2 separate regions of the Mus musculus genome follow, and region 1 is linked to region 2. The links are chromatin contacts, called in public ChIA-PET maps. All regions are on one chromosome and are shown on one strand. Each heading gives the region's core, a stretch centred on a gene start, on an enhancer-like site or on the middle of the called end of the contact. The rest is flanking DNA. Distances are from core to core; before and after follow the strand shown.

Region 1 (3,513 bases), core at 447-2,946, 240 kb after region 2:
ACACCAAGGATCCAGGTCCTGCTCACAGTGACCTTCTCATGTAATGGGCCACACAGAGCTGAAACAAATACATACAAAACTGAACATCACTTTGCTGTGACAGAAGAGGGCCAGGCGCTAGGGGTGAGGTGCCAAAAGCTGAGCGGATGGCTAAGAGGAAGTGGGCAAACCTGGGGGAGGGGGAGTGGCGAGCTGGCGGAGGGGGAGGAGTCTCCGCACACCTGCAGAGCGCACAGCATGGGGGCGCCGAGGCTACCCCGGACCACCCACACTGGGGAGGGGAGGAGAGAGCGCCACACTGAGGCTGGACTCAGTCCGATAGATTTCTCCTGGGACTTCCCCAGGACTACATTCTTTCTCCGCAGCGAAACTTGTTACCAACCTCCCCACACACTCTCATTTCTTAATATTTTCGAACACACAGGGGCATTCCTGTTTCCTGTCTGTGCGTTTCCATGCGGTTGTCGCTGCCCTCCCCATTGCACGGAGCAAAAATACCGGTCTGAAGAAGAGAATGAGACACAAGAAAGACCTTCTGAGGGGGTAGGATCTAATTTGGGATATCCTTCTTCAGAGAGCCCACTTGGTGCTAAAGGCAGAGCAGCCACTATGGAAGAGGGGAGGAGCCGAGGTTCAAGCCCATCCTGCTTCTTGAGTCCCAGCCTACTGGGTCACCGTGAGCAAGTCACAAGCATGTGAGTACGCGCGCGCGCGCGCACACACACACACACACACACACACACACACGTGTCACCTCATGTGTGGCACGAGAGGAATGTACCTGTTAAGGTTTCACACCTGGGACCCACAGATGTGCGTTAGAGGGCTTTAAGAACCCCTCAAATTGTATGTGGAACATCTATGGGTATCATTCAATTCCCATAAAGAGTTAGGGTGACAGAAGCCCACAGTGTTCAGCGCTCAGATATTGGGATCATAGTACATTTACTGCAGATACACAAGTGTTGGAACCTCAGACAGCACTGAGGGGCAGGGGTGACCTAGGGAAGGGAGGTCAGCTACAAACAGGAAGTATAACTCATTCATTTGTGGTAAACTACCTCAGAGAGACGCAGGTAAAAAGATGTGACTCCAGGCGACAGTGATTCGCTGCTTACCTTCCCCCATCCTTAATAAATATTTGTTATAATTTCATTTTGTTTCATAGTCTTATGTTCTTTTGTTAATCAAAGGATGGTTCAAACCGCATGGCTTTGGACCACATGAAGCCCACAACATCCCACCCCTGGGTTTAGGGCGCAACCTAGGCCACCTTAGCCCAGGATGCCTGGACAGGCTGCTGCTTCCTGTTTCTTTTCCTCTCTTTCCCCAACCTCTCCTTCCTTTTTCTTTTTTTCCTTTCATGTGGATTTCAGAGACTGGGGAGGAAATGACCGGAATGAGTGGCCAGGGTGGTGGGACAATGGCCCTGTACTGGGTGCTGACATGGGAATGGCTCCTGCCCTGACTCAAGCCGAGTCCACAACTTCACAGCAACAGCAAGCTCAGTCTCTCTCTTTCCGGCAGCCTGGCCAGCTGCGCTCTGCATGACCGAATCCGACACCTCTCACTTCCTCCACAAGCGGAACTTGGTGTTTGGATGACGCGCGAGGCAGGTCGTTTGTGCAAAACAGCAAACCCCACCTTCGGTTTTCAACCCCAACCCAAGACCTAAAAAAAGAAAAGAAACAAAAGAAGAGCTGGGCTTCTGGCACCGACCTCTCCAGAGCGCCCGTGGAGGGAGGACTCCTTCGACCCACGCCCCTGTCTATGTGACGTGGAACATTCTCCTTAGCACCTCCGAGGTTCTGGTTCTTCAGCCTTCAAGGGGGCAATGCCATGCGTATTTCTGTGACAAAAACTGGAGCAATACCCAGCAGATACTGGTGAACTCTCCTGTTCCCGAGTGCCAGGATGATGTAGCCACTGGCTCTGCTGTGGGTCAGGAATATCCCTGCTGGCATCTTCTCTCACCACGGGACAGATTGGCCAATGGTTTGTGCTCTCTCCCACTCCGGGGACGACTAAGTCTTCCACATGGGAGGAAGGTCTGGTATCCACAAGAGCCCTGGGCTCCCAGCTCTCTTGCTTCTCAAAACACACTGGAGCCAGGTGTGGTGGCGCACGCCTTTAATCCCAGCACTCGGGAGGCGGAGGCAGGCGGATTTCTGAGTTCGAGGCCAGCCTGGTCTACAAAGTGAGTGCCAGGACAGCCAGGGCTACACAGAGAAACCCTGTCTCGAAAAACAAACAAACAAACAAAAACCCACAGTGGAAAGAGATTCCATCTCCGAGCCTGCCCGGTTCCTTCCTGCTTCCAGACTCCATCTTGGGAATCTGAGGTTTAATGAACAAAGGGCACAGGAACGGTGATGCCCATTTGCTGTTCTTAGACGAGCCAAGCAAGGGAAACGTGATAGCATTTGTAGGTTCCGTGGGACAGCATTGGCTTCTGTCATCTGATTCGATGGCCTGGAGCATACTCTGCAGGTTTGATTTGTGAGATGTCAGAGGAACAGGCAGTGTGATAAGAAGCCAGACCTCTGGCGCCTTCGGATCTGGACTGAGCTTGGATATACCTCGGTTCCTGGTTAAGGGTTTAAGACCCACTCTAGAGACATTTTGAGAGTGAGGTGGAGTCTTCTTAGCATGACGCTCCGCACTTGCAGATCCACCATGAAGGTTCATAGCTCCACCTTTCTCTTGGCTGCAGCATCTCCTGGAACAGCAAGGTTTCCCCCAGGTCTCCCAGGCAGAACCAAGCAGTGGGCGGTGCCCGCCCCCCATCATGTAAGGCAGCCTGGGGAACTGTGCGTGTTGGTTCTGTGCATCTCATTTCCTCTTCCGGCTGCCCAGGCCAATCCTTGTCATTTTTTAACTCTAACAACCGTCTCCTGTCCAAGATGACTCTCCAGCTCCAGCCTTGCCTGACCACTCACCTACTACCATCTTCTATACCTCTGCCTAACCTCCAAGACCTTCCAGGATAGACCTTTATGCCCATCTCCAGCTCTCCCTTTCCAAACTCATCATTGGCCCTTGGGAAATCAAAACCATCCTGTATTACCATAGGGTGCCAGCCTGGGTCCTACCTATAGCATTTGTTTCCTACCCATCAACGAACAGCTTGTATTCAAAGCATCACCTTCTGTAGGAATGAGTGTGTGTGTGTGTGTGTGTGTATTTGTGAATGTGTGTGTATTTGTGAATGTGTGTGTATGTGTGAATGTGTGTGTGTATGTGAGTGTGAATATGTGTCAATGTGTGTGTGTATGTGTGAGTGAGAGTGTAAATGTGTATATCTATATGTGAGTGTGAATGCATGTATGTGCGTGAGATGTGTATGTATGTGTGAAAGAGTGTGTATGTGAATGTGTGAATGAATGTGAGTGTGAATGTGTCTGTATATGTGTGTGGTGTATATGTGTGTGTGAGAATGTATATGAATGTGTATGGGTGTGTGTATGTGAGTGTGATAGTATGTGTGTGTGTGTGAATGTGTGGTGAGTGTTT
Region 2 (3,219 bases), core at 708-3,207:
GGTGAGACCCTCCAGCTCAAAAATGATAGTGAATCCCACTCTGAACCTGAGAAAGCCTGGACCAGTACTCTCTCACTAAGCTACATCCCAGACTCTGTATTCTTATTGTTTACTTTATTCATAAATTTACTTATTTTGTGCAGTAGGAATTAATGTAGGACTTTGTACGTGCCATGCAAGTCTCTTAATACTGGAACTTAAAAACACTTCAACTCAGCCTCACAAGTTAATAAGCCGCTAGACCTATGATCTTGGGGTATTTTTTAACAGTATATAATTTATTTGCTCTTCTCTTTTATTTTTTGTCTTAAAAAAAAAAATGTGTGCTTGCGCGCATACAGAGGCCAGAAGAGGGCCTTGGGCTCTTTGGAGCTGGACTTCCAGGTACGTGTAGCATGGGTATGGACCTGAACTTGAGGCTGCTGCTGGAGGAGAGCTTAGCAGCTTACTTACTGAGCTCTCTCTCCAGCCGGGCCTGTCTTCTTTTCCTCTGTAGTCTTTGTCGTCATTGCTTTCAAAGAGCCAAAACCTGCTTTGTTGTTGCACCTCAGGTTTGGCAACCTTGGCGATATAGTACAATCTTACTAGTCTAACTTTTGTCTGAAAATGGGGATGACAGCTAATCTCTACAATTAATAATTTGCAAAATATTGCTGTCTACCTTGGTAGGCTTGTTTTGTTATGGTCCAGAAAAAATGGCCTATTTTAAACATTGATCATCTTTCATTCATCCTTAACTTCCTCTTTTAGAATTGCTACATTTTAAAGCCTCTGAGTGGTTTGTGTTTGTTTTGTCTTGAGACAGGATTTTATTGTGTAGCTCTGGCTGACCTGAAACGTGCTACATAGACCAGGCTGTCTAACTCACAGAATCAACCTACCTCTTCCTCCTAAGTGCTTGACTAAAGGTGTTCATGTCATTATGTCCTGCCTACTTTTGAATCCTGGATTCTCTCTTTTAACAATTAGTAGTCTACCAGAGCATTACAGAAGCAAAGGGCATCAGTAGCATCCAGAGTATTTGTGCTAAGTGGCCCTGCCTTCAAGTTGCTCAGCATCAGATATGCCAGTGAGTGGAGAGGCGTGAATAGACGTAAGGAGTGCCATGCTGGACGTGAGCAGAGGGCGGTGAAGCTTGAGGCTTCTCACTGTAGAGTGGCTGCTGTCCTTTGCAACCCATCTTCACAGGATGAGTAAGTAAAACCTTTGTCTTCCCCAGATGGGAAATTAGAGGATGTAGCAGAGGTTTTATCAGACAGGAGTTTTAACTCACAAGCTCAGAGGGGTAACTTGTCTTCTAAGTTACCAAGGGTTGCCTTGTGGTATGGCCCCTCTTGAGAAGCAGAAACCCTGAGAAAAGTCAAAGCTTCTCCTGAGCCCACCCCCACCCCCACGCCCACCCCCACCCCCACCCCCACGCCCACCCCCACCCCCACCGTTCAGAAGCATCTCTGACTGGAGCCACTGACCGAAGACGGCTCTGTGAAGCTGACCCCTGCCTGGAGCTCACCGCTATCAGACGTTGGCTTGGGGTACCTTTTGAATTTTACTCCCTTAGCTAAGTCTCTTGTACAGTTTGTCCCCCAAACTGAGCTTTCTTTAATCAAGAGTCTAAATATAAAATAGGCCTATTGTAAAAATGGCCTATGATTTATTATTACCATATTATTATTATTATTATTACTATTACTACTACTACTACTACAGGTTTTATGGGGTGGTTTCAAAGATCAGAGAGTAACTTGTAGAAGTTGGTTCTCTCCTTCTGCCCTGGGGCCCTAGGAATCAAACCCAAGTCATGAGGCTGGATACCAAGCCCTCCACCGCAGAAACCTCTCACCTACCCACAGCCTGATTTTTTTATCCAATTCCACTGGTGGCACAGCCCTGCTTGCTTAACCTCTCTGGTTCCAGTCTCTGCTGTAGGGTTGTATGTGAGGCACACAACAGTCTCCCTTGTTTTGGTGGCACTCCTCTGATGGCATCCTGTGTTCTCATTTCTGTGCCAGGCCTGTCACTACACCCTGCTGTCTTCTGACGTCTCATCTTCTGCTGGCACCTGGCCTTCTCGCTGAGTGTTCCACCTTAGTTAGTTTTTACAATGAAATAGCAAAGATATAATTAGAATATGGCTCAACAGTTAAGAGCATGTCCTGCTCTTCCAGAAGACCTCAGTTTGGTTCCCAGCAACCAGATTGGGCTGTTCCAGTCTGCTGACGGCAACCATTCGTAACTCCAGCTCAGGAGATTTAGAAACCTGTCCTCCACAGGCACCTGCACACATGTGTACATACACACATACAAACACATACACATAAAAACAAAGTAATAGATATAAAATTAAAAATTATAGTAAGCTAATTACTGGAAACACATTTCTAGATTTCCTATCAAAGGCCTTCATGAAGAGTCTTGTTACTGTTAGGCCAGCCCATAGCCTGTCACAGTTTAGTCTGATAAGCAGCTTACGCAGATCCAGCTCTCCTTAGCCATCTTGTAGGTGGGGGAGTTCCTTCCCCTGGGTATTGTAAGCTAGGCTGAGCGTCCCACAGAGCTGGATCTTGCCAGACAAAGGTTTTCGCTAATGGTTATACCATACTTCTAGAGGTAATGTCACATGAGCAAAGATAATTCTCTTTCTCCCTGTATGTTTTCAATTAGATGACATTTACTGGGAAGGAAAAAGGCCTATTTTTGATAGTGTATTCTATTTTCAGTCTACCACATATTTAAAGTGCATTCATTTAACAAACAAAGCTCCAGGCTTCAGGACTTGAGTTGAGGCAATGTCTTTATTACGCTGGCTTGAGTTCTGGTACCAGACCCTGGTCAGGTTGCAGGGGCAGAATGAATGCCCCATGTATATTATGTTTGAGAGGGTACCGGGTTGGGCATACCTGAACTCTTACGAGCTGACCTGGAGTGGTAAACAACAGAAAGGTGAGTGCCCTTGATTAAGATTCAGTCAGAGAGCAGGGTTCTCATTTCATTAAAACAAACAAAACAAAAAAAAGCAAAAACAACAATAAAACTAAAATATATTTTAGTTTTTATGCCTCTTTTTCTTTTAACTTTCATAATAACTAGTCATAGCCATTTTATCTACTGAAAATTAATTTATTTTATACATGAAAATATAATATAGCAATGGTATGTTACAAGATTTAAATGACAAACCTTTAAGATAAAGTGAGAGTTGAAGGGCAGAGAGAGGGCATA

What was found. ChIA-PET counts read pairs in DNA pulled down with a chosen protein or histone mark.
Region 1: a contact with region 2 is called in an RNA polymerase II ChIA-PET map of memory CD8 T cells, with 280 read pairs. The contact joins two enhancer-like sites. A contact is called at or near these places in 2 of 484 Hi-C or Micro-C datasets (CD4 T cells and CD8 T cells), 4 of 115 datasets of contacts at active chromatin or transcription factors (CD8 T cells, effector CD8 T cells, memory CD8 T cells and 1 more) and 2 of 9 other capture datasets (adipose tissue and liver).

The regions. Positions count from the first base shown.
Region 1 is chr19:53,423,250-53,426,762 of GRCm38.p6, forward strand. No RefSeq gene overlaps it. Among named protein-coding and RNA genes, the nearest start is that of Smndc1, 34 kb to the left of the region's middle. Within about 2 kb of position 1,697, at least 150 of the 459 cell types and tissues checked have an H3K27ac peak or open chromatin away from gene starts, as enhancers often do. A contact at or near this core is called in CD8 T cells and memory CD8 T cells, where this site is marked.
Region 2 is chr19:53,187,919-53,191,137 of GRCm38.p6, forward strand. The region is part of intron 1 of Add3 (adducin 3 (gamma)); the gene reads left to right. Among named protein-coding and RNA genes, the nearest start is that of Gm52402, 19 kb to the right of the region's middle. Within about 2 kb of position 1,958, at least 34 of the 459 cell types and tissues checked have an H3K27ac peak or open chromatin away from gene starts, as enhancers often do. A contact at or near this core is called in CD8 T cells and memory CD8 T cells, where this site is marked.